2 separate regions of the Zea mays genome follow, and region 2 is linked to region 1. Evidence: chromatin contacts called from public Hi-C data. All regions are on one chromosome and are shown on one strand. Each heading gives the region's core, a stretch centred on a gene start, on an enhancer-like site or on the middle of the called end of the contact. The rest is flanking DNA. Distances are from core to core; before and after follow the strand shown.

The links. A called contact is a pair of places that touch in the nucleus more often than the background predicts.
Region 2: a contact with region 1 is called in a Hi-C map of ear, with 4 times the contacts expected there. The contact joins the promoter of LOC100283454 here to the promoter of LOC100193408 in region 1. A contact is called at or near these places in 4 of 25 Hi-C or Micro-C datasets (ear, endosperm, leaf and 1 more).

Annotation. Positions count from the first base shown.
Region 1 is chr2:219,589,096-219,595,466 of Zm-B73-REFERENCE-NAM-5.0, reverse strand. LOC100193408 (calcium ion binding) reads left to right here and starts at 2,280. Exons shown (of 6, transcript NM_001138531.1): 1 at 2,280-2,603; 2 at 2,879-2,968; 3 at 3,052-3,288; 4 at 3,422-3,529; 5 at 4,167-4,396; 6 at 4,955-5,336. The coding sequence starts at 3,431. The coding sequence ends at 5,165.
Region 2 is chr2:219,856,109-219,862,479 of Zm-B73-REFERENCE-NAM-5.0, reverse strand. LOC100283454 (serine/threonine-protein kinase Haspin) reads right to left here and starts at 3,983. Exons shown (of 15, transcript NM_001156355.1): 1 at 3,873-3,983; 2 at 3,687-3,798; 3 at 3,490-3,570; 4 at 1,714-1,804; 5 at 1,115-1,629; 6 at 898-1,021; 7 at 712-827; 8 at 368-479; 9 at 178-270; 10 at 28-89. The coding sequence starts at 3,888.

The DNA.
Region 1 (6,371 bases), core at 1,031-3,530:
CGAGGCCCGGCTCGGGCAGGCTTCGTTGTGAAGCAACCTTGGCCAGACCGCCTCACCAACCGACTGCTTCGTAGGCGTATTAAATGCAGGGGATGCCTGACGCCGTATCCTGACACATGCGCCTCAGATGGGCAGGCCGAAGTGACTGCAGTCACTTTGCCCCTCTTCTTTACTGTCTGATATGACAGGAAAACAGTGTCGCTCGCTCCGCTCCGACTGCCATGTCAGCCACCCCGGCGACGACTGACAATAAGTCATGATCAACCACCGAGTTCAGCCTCGGGAGCAACAGGAAGCTCCGTCTCGCCCGACCTCATGCTCCGGCCTCGGGAGGAGGTTTTCGCCTCGCCCGACCTAAGGCTTCGGCCTCGGGAGGAGGTCTCCGCCTCGCCCGACCCCCGGACTCGGCCTTGACCCCGGTCTCGGGAGGAATCGCGTCCTCGCCCGACCCCGGCCTCGGCCTCAAGAGAAGTCTCCGCCTCGACCGACCCTGGGCTCGGACCGACCGCACTAACAGGGGATACATCATTTCCCTATTCCTAGCCTACTCAGGCTACAAGGAACAAGACCGGCGTCCCATCTGGCTTACCCCGACGACGGGTAATGATGGTGCCCCACGTGCACCATGACGCCGGTGGCTCTCAGCCCCTTACGACAGCAAGGAGACGTCAGTAGGATCCTCGCCGCGCTGCCAACTGTGCTCCTACAGGACTCAGGCGCTCCTCCGACGGCCACGCCATCACATGTACAGGGCCCAAGCTCTCCCCCAACGGCCACGTTGGCATGTACACAGGGCTTAGGCACTCCACTGCCGGACACATTAGCACATAGCTACGCCCCCCTTTGTACGTCTGGACCCTCTCCTTGCCTCTATAAAAGGGAGGTCCAGGGGCACCCTGAGGGGGGTTCGCGCGGGGGAAGCGGCGGACGAACTCTGTGTCTCTCTCTCCCCCACGCGACGCGCTTGTAACCCCTACTACGAGCGGCACCCCTGGTGCAGGATAATATAAGGCTTGTCCCACCTCTTGTGTTCCATCCCGCGCCAACCCATCTGGGCAGGGGCACGCAACGATTTCACTGGTCGGTCCAAGGGACCCCCCGGGTCCGAGACGACGACAGGAACGATGCATAGATCTAACCATGCTATTATTTTGTAGATCACTTTTTGATTGACAAAGAGAAACATAATTATTATTCCTATGTTAATCTTTAAATTGCATTTCCAAAAGAAGTTTTAAACATTATAGTCCATTTGCGGTTCAGTTTGATTTTCCTAGGTGTAGGTTAGCTGAGCAAACAAGGGGGAAGTTGATGGCTCGCGGCCACTGTGGCACACAGCCGTTGTGCTCGCTGGATAAACAAAAAATATTTGGACGAATAAACAAATCAGTCACAAACAAAAAAATCTGGACGGACAAAATTAGCGACATAAACGAAAAATCTGGACAAAAAAACAAATCAGTGACAAAGACAAAAAGTATTATAAAAAACACTCACCATGTTGATCGAACCCACAACCACAAGGTTAAGAGCCTTGTGCTCTACTGACTAAGCTAGACAGGTTTTGTGTACACAATTGTGCTCGGCGCCAAGATCTATGGCGCCAAGCTCGGTGCCACGTCGACGTCACGACGTCCGTTTGTGACAGCGCAGCACGTACCTCGGCGCCATAGGCTACAGCGCCGAGCAAAGAGTCCAAAAATGATATTAAAATTTTCTAGGGTCTAAACGTGATTTTTTCCAAGAAAGGACCAAAATGCAAAAAAATCGGGAATGTCGGTGCCGACTGCATGTTTTGGGCTTATCTGTCAGCGGGGATCGATGTACATCTCCCACTGCGAGCTTTCTCAACCTGGAACTGAAAGTAAAGACTAAATAACTTTTAACATCACAATATATACTGTATCTAAGAACTCTGTATCCTAAAAAAAGAAAAAAAATATAAAGGCACACCATATTACAAAAAGAAATATATGGTCAACATGTTTGGTTCTAAATAAAATAAATGAACAAAGCACTATTGATCGTGACCGGGAAAAAAAACTTTTGGCCCAGGCCCAGTGTGTTTGCACATACTTGACAGCTTGTACTTGTAGCTGAAATAACCTGCTGCTCACGGGCTGCCGAAAAGCGCATTGGGTCCAAATTGCCCAACTGTGCTATTAGGCTGACCCAGGGGCTAGAGCCCAATACAGCCCATAGCAATTGTTCTCACCCTCGCCCTCTTCCTCGTATCCACTCGCGAAAATAGCCAAAGAGCACATTCCCTTACCTGCCATGGCGATCCATCCCCGGACCACCGGCGGTCGCAGGCAGCCGCTGCCGCTACCCCTGAAGGGGGCCCTCCTAGCCGCCATCGCTGTCGCGACGGCTCTCTCCGTCCTGTTCGTCCTGTCCTTCACGGACACGCTGACCTTCACGGACACGCTGCCCTACCTGGGGTTCCGGCCCCGGGACGTCGACAAGAGGGACGGCAACCGGAGGTACCTCTACTGGGGAAGCCGCGTAGACTGCCCCGGCAAGCACTGCGGCTCCTGCGCGGGCCTCGGGCACCAGGAGTCCAGCCTCCGCTGCGCCCTCGAGGAGGCCCTCTTCCTCGACAGGTAATTTCGTGCCGTCGCTTCGCCCCTCTTCTTCTCTTCTCCCGCATTGGTAGAGGTCGCTAGGTGGCCCTTCCCTTGGCGTCCAGAAACGTGTGCCCGGTGGCTACAGATGGCCGTGTCGGCTGAATTCCAGATTGCATCGATCTGATAGTCAGTTATTGCAAGATAGGAAGCACCAAAGCAGATTGGATGAAAACAGGGGCTCTGTTATTTCAATTTCACCAATTCGTTTGCAATGTGGAATTATGCTAATGTGCAATGGCCCCGTTCTGCAGGGTGCTTGTCATGCCTGCAAAGATGTGTCTCAGTTCAGTGCACAATACAAAGGGGGTCCTTCAATCAAGCAATGCAACTTCACAACAAAGGTTTTGCTTCTTAAGCACCAGACCTGCATATGCACATTGTTTTTCTTTTGTCAAGTCAATACTTAAACTCCATGTCTTTGCAGGTGGGAAACAGGTTCTTGTGCAATGGAATCCTTATACGATATTGACCTCATATCAAGAACCGTACCTGTTATTTTGGATAATCCACGGTCATGGTACGAGATAATATCAAGAAGTACAAAACTCGGTGAGGATGGCTTGGTGGTGCATGTGCAAGGGGTTAGCAGAGCTGAACTCAAACAAAATTCAAATTACTCTGGTGCTCTCCTCATAAACCGCACAGCAAGTCCTCTTGCTTGGTAAGGAATAAGGATGCTTGTTCCCTGCAAGTCTACCTGCACCCAAAGAAATAGCTTAATTTTATAGTAACGCTCAATCACTTCTATTATGTAATGCATAAAATTCAGGTATAGACTTTAATCATCATTACAGTTCAGGTTTATGGAGTGCAAGGACCGGACCAAGCGGAGTTCTGTGATGTTGCCATACACTTTTCTGCCAACAATGGCAACAAGGAAACTGAGGGATGCAGCAAACAAGGTATATTATTAAGAGATTGACTTACTGATTTGTTTTACAAATATTGAAATGGAAGTGACCGCCAAACCACAGGAAAGCAACAATTTCCCAGCATTGTCTTGCTTACCTCAAAACTCTATTCTTGAAATTTATTCTGTTAACCTATCATTAGCTATTGTGTGGAAATATTATCTCTTCTTGCGCCTCATGGAGAAAGTAGTACCATCAGTAATTCAATGTACCCAATTACTAGAGTAGCATTTTGTCAGATTCCCACTTAGAAGCACTCATGTTTCTACGTCCTGTTATGAACGTCTCTATACTATTCTGTACACAGTACACTGTTGTAGTATTTATATTATTTGAGTGTTGCATGTTATGTGTCATGCGCAGCTGCTGTCCCCTGCTAGTCTGCCCTTTTAAACTTGCTAGCAAGCTGTGAATGATTACTTCATTCAGTATGTTCTCATCTCTCATGCTTCCATGACATGTCATGTATGCCACATTTATTCATAGAAAAGGGTGCAGCATGCACATCTGTGCATGGATGTTCAGGGAGAACTTAATATCTCCTGTGTATTCAATATTCTTTTGGTAATATTGACTTATTAAATACAGCGTGCTATTCTCTGCTTATAAATCCGTGTGCTCTCTTCAGATGAAAGAGATACTTGGTGACTATGATGCTATTCATGTGAGACGAGGTGACCTACTGAAGAATAGGAAAGATAGATTTGGAGTTGAGCGAAGTCTTCATCCTCATCTTGACAGAGATACTCGCCCTGAGTTTATCAAGAAAAGAATCGCAAAGTGGATTCGACCAGGTCGCACTCTTTTCATTTCCTCAAATGAAAGGACCCCAGGCTTCTTTTCATCTCTATCAGACAAGTAAGACTGATACCGTGTACCTACTCTTTTTGCACATGTTGGCTTCTTTTCATCTCTGACAGACAAATAATATTGGCACCCCACACCTACTCTTCTTGCACCTGTATCCCATACATCAATAAAAATTTGAGGACGTCGCTCCATTGGTGTATATACGCCCCGTAGCTGTCTTAATAGATGGAAATACCAGACCCTCTGGAGTTTGGGCAACTTGTGAGCGTCCTGGTTTGAGCCTGGGAGAGCTGTCTCTCAACTAGATGTTGTACCAAACTATGCTTTGGTTCTAGTATGTATTACTGCTTGACCAATGCTTAATGATTTCTATTATTTTCAGGAACTGTATTCCTGAATGATTACCTAAGTAATATATTTCAAATGTTTAAAATATCCCCTGAGTGATGGATGGTTTCATCTTTCCCAAGTAACTATCACCATGGACTGCTAATATAAAAGTAATATTTGCACAGCAGTCAGCAATGCAGCATTATATTTGCATGTGCTCTCTTGAGACAAGCTATGACATTGTTTGTCTCTTATGGTGGCACGTTGTGCATGCAGGTACAGGCTGGCATATTCATCTAACTTCAGCAGCATATTGAATCCGATAGTCAAGAACAACTATCAGCTGTTCATGGTGGAAAGGTTGATAATGCAAGGTGCGAGGACGTTTGTGAAGACAATGAAAGAGTTCGATGAAGATCTTGCTCTCTGCGACGATCCAAAAAAGAATACCAAAGACTGGCGGGAACCAGTTTATACAGATGACTGACGGCAGCTGTTTTGTATTCATAGATGCTTAGGTCCAACTATATCAACGACATCAACAACTAAACTTTTTAGTCCCAAGCAAGTTGGGTCTAACTGTATCACTGATCTTAAAGGTTTCACAAAGATGACCAATTACATGCCATTTATGAGATGACATAATAGCTTGAGATGGATGCATGAACTATATATGGCATGACAGGAGAGGAACAGAGAAAGCGAATGTTGTCTGAAGTCTAAGCTTGAACATCAGATGTGACTGCTCTTTTGTTCAGCTACAGTGTTCAATTGGATTGTTTTACTTCATTTGTTTTAAAAAAAGTTTACTAGGTGGTGGGAGACTGTCGTGTATGTATAGCATGTAACTGCTGTTGGAGGAGCTATCAACTGGAATACTGGATGAGATACATTACTTGCTGCTTCTGTTGCTATTTGTACTTGTGTTAACAGCATCAGTTATACTAGCTCTGTCATTCCTAGAAAAAGAGAGAATGTGGAGCATCTTGTCTTATTTCTAGTGATGTAGAAATTCGTGTTAGCGACACAGTGATATATGTAATGTATAATCAATAAGCTATAGGATATTTAGCAGGGAGTGCTTGTGACTAGCGTTGTACACAGTACTGCAAGTTCAGTGAACCCCATGCAAGCTCCCTCGGAGCATTCATCACTGTAGCTCGAGAGGTGCATCATGCATCGGTGGGTACTCCGTTCAAATATTCTCTCTCCTGTGTGGGTCAGGCCACTGCCTCCTGCTGCATAGACCGCTGGCTGGCTGTGGCTCTCTTCTTCCCCACACTCTCTCCCCCTTCCCTGCCCTAGCCACTAGCCAGAGGACGGCGTACGGCCAGAGCACTCTCCCTCTCTCATCATTATATATGCATATATGCATGGATATCTGTGCCCAGGAGCAGTGCAGGCAGGTGAATGTGGGTGCTCCAGTCCAGCTGCCTGCTGGAGAGAAGATCAGAAGAAGGTGAAGATGGTCGCCAGCAGCTGAGAGAGAAGCTTTGCCTTGCTACTTGCTAGCTATAGCTAGGTCCTTTTGGCATTACCCTCATCGCTCATGTCGCTCCTCCCTACTACTTATATATATTATAATAACAATAATAATAATTACTGGCTATGGCATACGTGTTGCTTGGAGGAGATCAAGTAGCTAGCTATCTCATTTTTTAAGAAATTTTCATTTTCCTAGAAAAATTAGTTC
Region 2 (6,371 bases), core at 2,734-5,233, 270 kb before region 1:
AACCAAAGCTGTGTTGAGAGGACATACCAGTGCAGATCTCGATGTTCAAATTCACAAGCACTTTCAGCTACTGCTAAGGAAGCAGTAACCTGCATCAATAGAATGAAATATAGCTATCCTTAGAACTTTGTAGTTGAGGTCACACAGATATAATATTATAAAATGCATGGTGCAGACCTGAACCAGTAAACTGTGAACCTCATTATACTCAACTAGAGCAAAACTTTCAAGATCAGTGCCACCATCAGCTAGAACAAAGACAATGTAGCACTGAAACAAAACTTACTTATGTAAGAGGTAAATTAACAGGCATGGTGTCCCATGTTCCACCATAACGATATTTTGTTTCCCTCAGATGAAGACTTACCTGTTCCCTTGTAAACTCCTTTGGATGGTCATTTTCAGATCCACGTTTCGCATCATAGTCTTCCCAAGCACTAATCAGAAAAGGGTCATATGGCCCCTGACAAACTCGAAAGCTGCAAGATATATGAACTTGAGAGGTATTCAAACCAAGGTATTTAGTGTTATGAAGTACCTTTGTACAGACAAAATCAAAATTATCTGAAGCCAGGCTTTAATCATTTAGCACAATTTCTTGATAAATAATGCTGTGGAATTTTGAAAGAACACAGGTTCTTCATACAAGCTACAAATACAGTTAAAGTTTTATGTATTTCCCCACTGCAAGGAACAATGAAAGGCACATACTCTTTTGTCTCAATGAAGCCATTGCATGAATTTGTTTTAACATCACCACCCCGGTCTGCTCTCAGATTATTAAGCGTTAGAGAAAGTAAGACTTCCTCAAGTATTTCTTCCGATCTCTACAAAACAGAACCACCTCATGAGTACCAAACAAATATAGACCAGATAACACTAATTAATGAACTGAACCTTTTGGCTTTCTCCATTGACTAACAAGTCTCCGTCAAAAGGTACCACTTTGCACACAGTTCTTCCAGCCCTATAGGCCTCCCCATAGGTCCCTTCACCAAGCTTCTTGATGCTGCCTAGCTCACTATCCATGAACAATATCATTAACTAGTGGTGAACCACAAAAGCATCTAGAAAACAAAGAAATAAAATTTATCTTGAAAGATAGAACACCTACCAATAAGCAGAGAATACTTCTGCCAGTGTAACTGGTGCAGACTGCCTGCAAACCATGAGGAGCTGATCAAAAGCAGTCAGAGCTTCACCATTCCATGGAATGCTGGCTTCAACAGGCTCTTCCTTAATCTTCACTTTACCGAATGATGTAATCAGACTGTCTTCTGCAATGCTCTTTAAACTGATATCAGTGTAGCTTACAGAGATTGCCCTTCCAGCGGTGTATGTCTCTGACCCGTTGTTAGATGTACTGCTGTTACTGAGGACTGATGGTAAGATTGGCGTCTCCACAATGTCAAACAAGGGCTCAGATGACACACGTCTTGCAAGGGTAGAAATTTTCCATCTCTCCAATATTGCAGGCAGATCATGAATTATGAGATTCTGCCCCATTCCTTTGGTCCACGAGGCAAAGTTCTTAGGAGAAGGACTTTCTTCCATAAGATCAAAAGCATCGATCTCTTCAAAATATGCCTTCTCCTTGCTCAAATCAGGAGGGCCACCCAGACGTTTCTTCTGTAAACAACATGACAAGCTTAACAAAAAACTTACTTCAACAAATTCAGAAAAATATGCATGTAAAAATAGTAGAGTCAGCACTCGGTTGCACGGTTTCGGTGGTCGTTTCATTGCTTCACATGGTTTCTGTTGAAGATTTGCACCAGGTGCGACGAAGATACTCTCTCTCCCTCTGTATTAAAAACATTTGTTAGCTAAAAACTTACTTAAGATTCATATAATGCCGAAACTTGCTAACAAAGTGAAAATGTTTGTTTGGAGGTTGGCTCATAACAACCTGCCAGTACGTTGTAACATAGCAAGCAGAGGAATTAAAATAGATACCGTGTGCCCATTGTGCATTCATGTGGATGAAGGCTTGTGGCGGTGGTGGAGGTTAGAAAAGGAAGAAGGCCTATGGCAAGATATTATCATATTCAAATATATAAAAAAAGGGATCCATCAATTCTGTGAAGCACATATTTGACAATTCTCCTATCTGGGCTGATCTTCTAAAAGTAAAAATGATCTACATGCAAGGTATAGAGTAATCCACATCAGAATTGGAAATTCTGGTAAAATTCTTGGCTTTATGATAAAGCTTTATGTGATAGTGTGATACGTTCTCTGATTTGTTCAAAATGTGTGATAAGAAGGACATTTTGGTAAGCCAGGTTAAGGAGGAAAAAACTCAAAGTACTTTCAGTAGATGGCTTGTTGATGAGCTGAGAAAAAAATTGGAATCATTGATGTGATGAAGTTTCAACTTGTTGATGAACCAGATGTAATTATGTGGAAGTTTGGAAACAATAATGCTTGACAGTGAATGTTGCTGGTCCAACATACAGAAACATTTGGAAGGTAAATTTCCAAAAAAAAAAATCAAAAAACTTATTATGTTTGATCAAGAACAATGTTGTTCTAACTAAAGAAAACATGACCAAACAAAAATTGTGGGGATCCTACATGTCATTTTCTGTAATCAAATGGAAAATATCCCACATTTGTTGTTCAACTGTAACATGGCCAAGGTTATGTTGTCAGTTACAGCTAAATGCTTTGGAGCAGATCATGTCCCTAAGAATCTACATCAAACGTGGAGATGGTGTGATCTTTGGATTCCGGGTGGACAGAAATTCCACGCGTTAGGCAATGCAGCGTTGTGCTGTGCCATTTGGAAAACAAGAAATAAAGCATGCTTTGAGGGGAAAGTTTGTGAAACATCTTTTTGTGATTATTTGTTATGCATGCGCTCTTATGCTTTATTGGACAGGTTGTTTACGCTGAAATGGGCAAAGAAGGACTACTGGAAGGGGTGAACACCATGCTTCAGACCGAGTCAAGAATCCTTGCTGATAAAGATCAACCAAAGGTGGTGTTGAAGAAGCTGAGGGATATGGATCACCAAGGTGATGATGACCAGGAATCTGACAGATGCACCTGAAGATGCTGTTGTACTGGGTCTGGTGTCGTTCTTTGTTTATCTGTAAACCTGAATGCGTGTAGCCGTGTAGTGCTCTGTGGTCAGTCGTTCTCTGTCTAGCTATGACGCCTGAATCAGATTGCAATAGATGAAAGGGGGCTGTTAGGTTCATGTTCTGTTATCTCCTTTTTTTCTCATTTCATTTCTCTGAACTATCAGAGTAACTGACTTATTTCGCTATATGTGTAATGGAAATGGGGAATGCCTCGAGCCCTCGATTCAGGTAAAAGATGTTGGACCCATCCACCAGACTTTGTAAAGGAATTGGTCTCCAGTGACATTACTGGAGACAGTGTCTAATGGAAGCGTTGTAAAGTGAATTAGTGAAAGTGAAGTTGTGCGTCACATGAACATATCTGCTACTGAAGAGAACGAGAAATGTAAGCAAGGCGCACCTGATGGAAAGCGACCGGTTCCAGCTGGTTCGCTTGCGCGGCACGAAGCTCGGGCGCCGCAGGCCACTGAAGCTGGCTCTCCTGCGGGAACAGGAAAACGCGTCACCTAATCACAGCAGAGGCAGCCCTAAATCCACAAAACCAGTGCCAAGCCGGCGAACGAACGAACGATTGGCAGCGGCCAGGAGCGCTCTTACGTTTCCATGTTGGCCCTGCCGGACGATTCCTCGACCAGGCGACGACCGTACACGACGCCAACGCGGGGCGGCCGGGCACGGCCGCTGGCCACGATCTCCGACCACCGGTCGCCTGCGCGAGGAGAAGGTCAAGCGGGTTAGCGGACGGCGCGATCTCCCCGCGGAGCGGACAGGGCGAGCGCGTACCTTCTAGAGACGCCATCCGGGCTGGGCTTTCGGCGGGAGGGTGGAAGGGCGCGGGATTGGGGAGGAGGGGAGGGTCGAGGCGGAGCGGCGGGGTAGTTTGAAATGAGTCTGGACTCTGGAATGCGTATGAATGAATTCGAATTCCGCGGCCGTTGGAATGGCCGATGGCGACGCCAGGGCAGACGAGCGGAGCGGCGGGGCCGCGGGGTGCAGTGGTCGGCTCGGCGGAGTAGACAGTGGAGTGAGGTTTTGTGGACCCGAGAGGCTTGGGCCAGACTCACGGGAGCGGATCTTTTGTGGCTGTCTATTACTTAGGGCCCGTTTGGCAAAGCTCCAACTCCTGCTTCTTTAGCTTCAGATCCTGATCCTCGTGAGGAGCTGATCCTCCTGATTCTTCTAGAGAATCAGAATCATTTTTAAAACCGTTTGGCAAGTAAACTGATTCTTGTCTGCTGAGAGTTGGTGGTCTGTGGCGATTGTCTGTTTTACCCTTTGCAGTTTAACTTTGTTACAAACCAATAAGTAGGATGCATATACGGAAAAAAATTATGAAACAATAACATATAAAATATTTCCATCATAGTAGTGCATAAAATGGTCTCAAATGTTTAATCCATAAATTGGCTCGTTATGTTTTTGTCCAATGGCAATTGCGGGTAATTTCGATCAAACTTTAAGGGGAGGTTCATATTTGGTTGGTTGAGGAGCTGTTTTAAGGGAGGGTGGAGCAGGTTTTTTTAGATCCTACCTTTCTTCACAAAAACGACTCCAAATCTTTCGGCTCCACACGAGAATCAGTTTAAAAAAATACCCGTTTGGCACGGCTTCTCCAGATCCTCGCTTAGAATCAGGAGCTGGAGCTGTGCCAAACGGGCCCTTAGCGGCACTTCTTGGACGAGGATTGTGCCGACCTCACTGTAGCAAATCCCGTGGACCTGTCAAATGTCTTAGCTGCGCCTTTCGAAATCACAGCGGACGAACTACTGAACAAGTAGCTTCCTGCCGTTGTTCAGCTAGTGCGGCGCTTCTTGGACGAGGATTGTGTCGACCTCACTGGGGCAAATCTCGTGGACCTGTCAGTGTCTTAGCGGCGCCTTTCGAAATCACAGCGGACGAACTACTGAACAAGTAGCTTCCTGCCGTTGTTCAACTAGTGATGGCTCCTATTTTAGCACTCCATACTCGTCCTCGCAACAAAAAAAAAAATCCCCACGGAGATCTCACAAACACGTGTGAAAGACAATTCTTCCTTATCCCCGTTCATCGCGTAGATAAGTCCTCGTCAGGGATACCGTTTTCGTTTAAATTATAATTAGATCGTACTTCATTTGAAAATTTGAAAAGATCTCCATCATTATAGTCTCAAGCACATGACAGCCCCATTTTACTTGAGGTCTGTCCTCCTCCTTCTACAACAGTGTCCAGAATCTTGTCCAATGTGTTTCTCTAGAGGTGACCTGCAAGGGAGTGAAAATTTGTGCAGTATTAAAAACCACATCATTACGGTTTAACCATATAGCCCAATAGGGCTTACCATATAGCCCAACAGAGAGCACATGCTCCAACTAGAGATGGCAATGGGTACCCGCGACCCGATACCAGATGGGTATTTACTCCATTAGGGTATGTATGCGGGCTAAATATTCTACCCGTGGCCGTGGGTCTGTTATTGATAAAAAATCTTCACCCAATGGGTCAGCAGGTATTAGAACGTTCCATCTTCACCCATACCCGTTAACCCGTGGGTATAAATACCCAATATAAACTTAGCCCAAGCATGAACTTGGACTTTAATCATCCATCTTTTTTACTATTTAACAACCTTTTAGGCCATAATGTCATAGAAGGCTTAACGACAATTTAATGACCATGTAATGGAACATGTAATGTGATATGCAGTATTGTCCTAGTGTTACTACTTTATCCATTTATCTTCGGTGTGTTGAACTAATGATTAAATAATGCTAGAAATTTTACAATGGTATTTAGATGGATATACTTGACATTTGTATAATATAATATTTTGATAGATGTTTATTTTTTGTGGGTATGGATGACCTGATGGGTGACCCATACCAATGGGTATGGGGGTAAATCCATACCCACCAGTGTATATGGGTGACCCGATGGGGTTATTTTTTTGTCGTGGGTATGGGTATGGGGTAGTAATACCCGGTGGGTATTTACCCATTGCCATCTCTAGCTCCAACCCAAGTCAGACTCTTAAGTCTAGAATTCAAACTTTTAGCCAAGTGCCAAACATATGTTGGATGCACGAAGGTGGAATAATGTTAAATGAAATTTGTACAGCTCTCCAAACACATCTAGCCATATGGCAGTCAAAGAAAAAGTGTTGAATGGATTCATCTAAGTTGCATCCACAACATTTAACACCTTCTTTCCACTGATAACCAGACGTGTGTGATGACTTCGTCAATTTTTAAAATTTGTTGGCCCAGTCTTTGAAGATGATTATCGGGATAGAATTTATGTAATGTT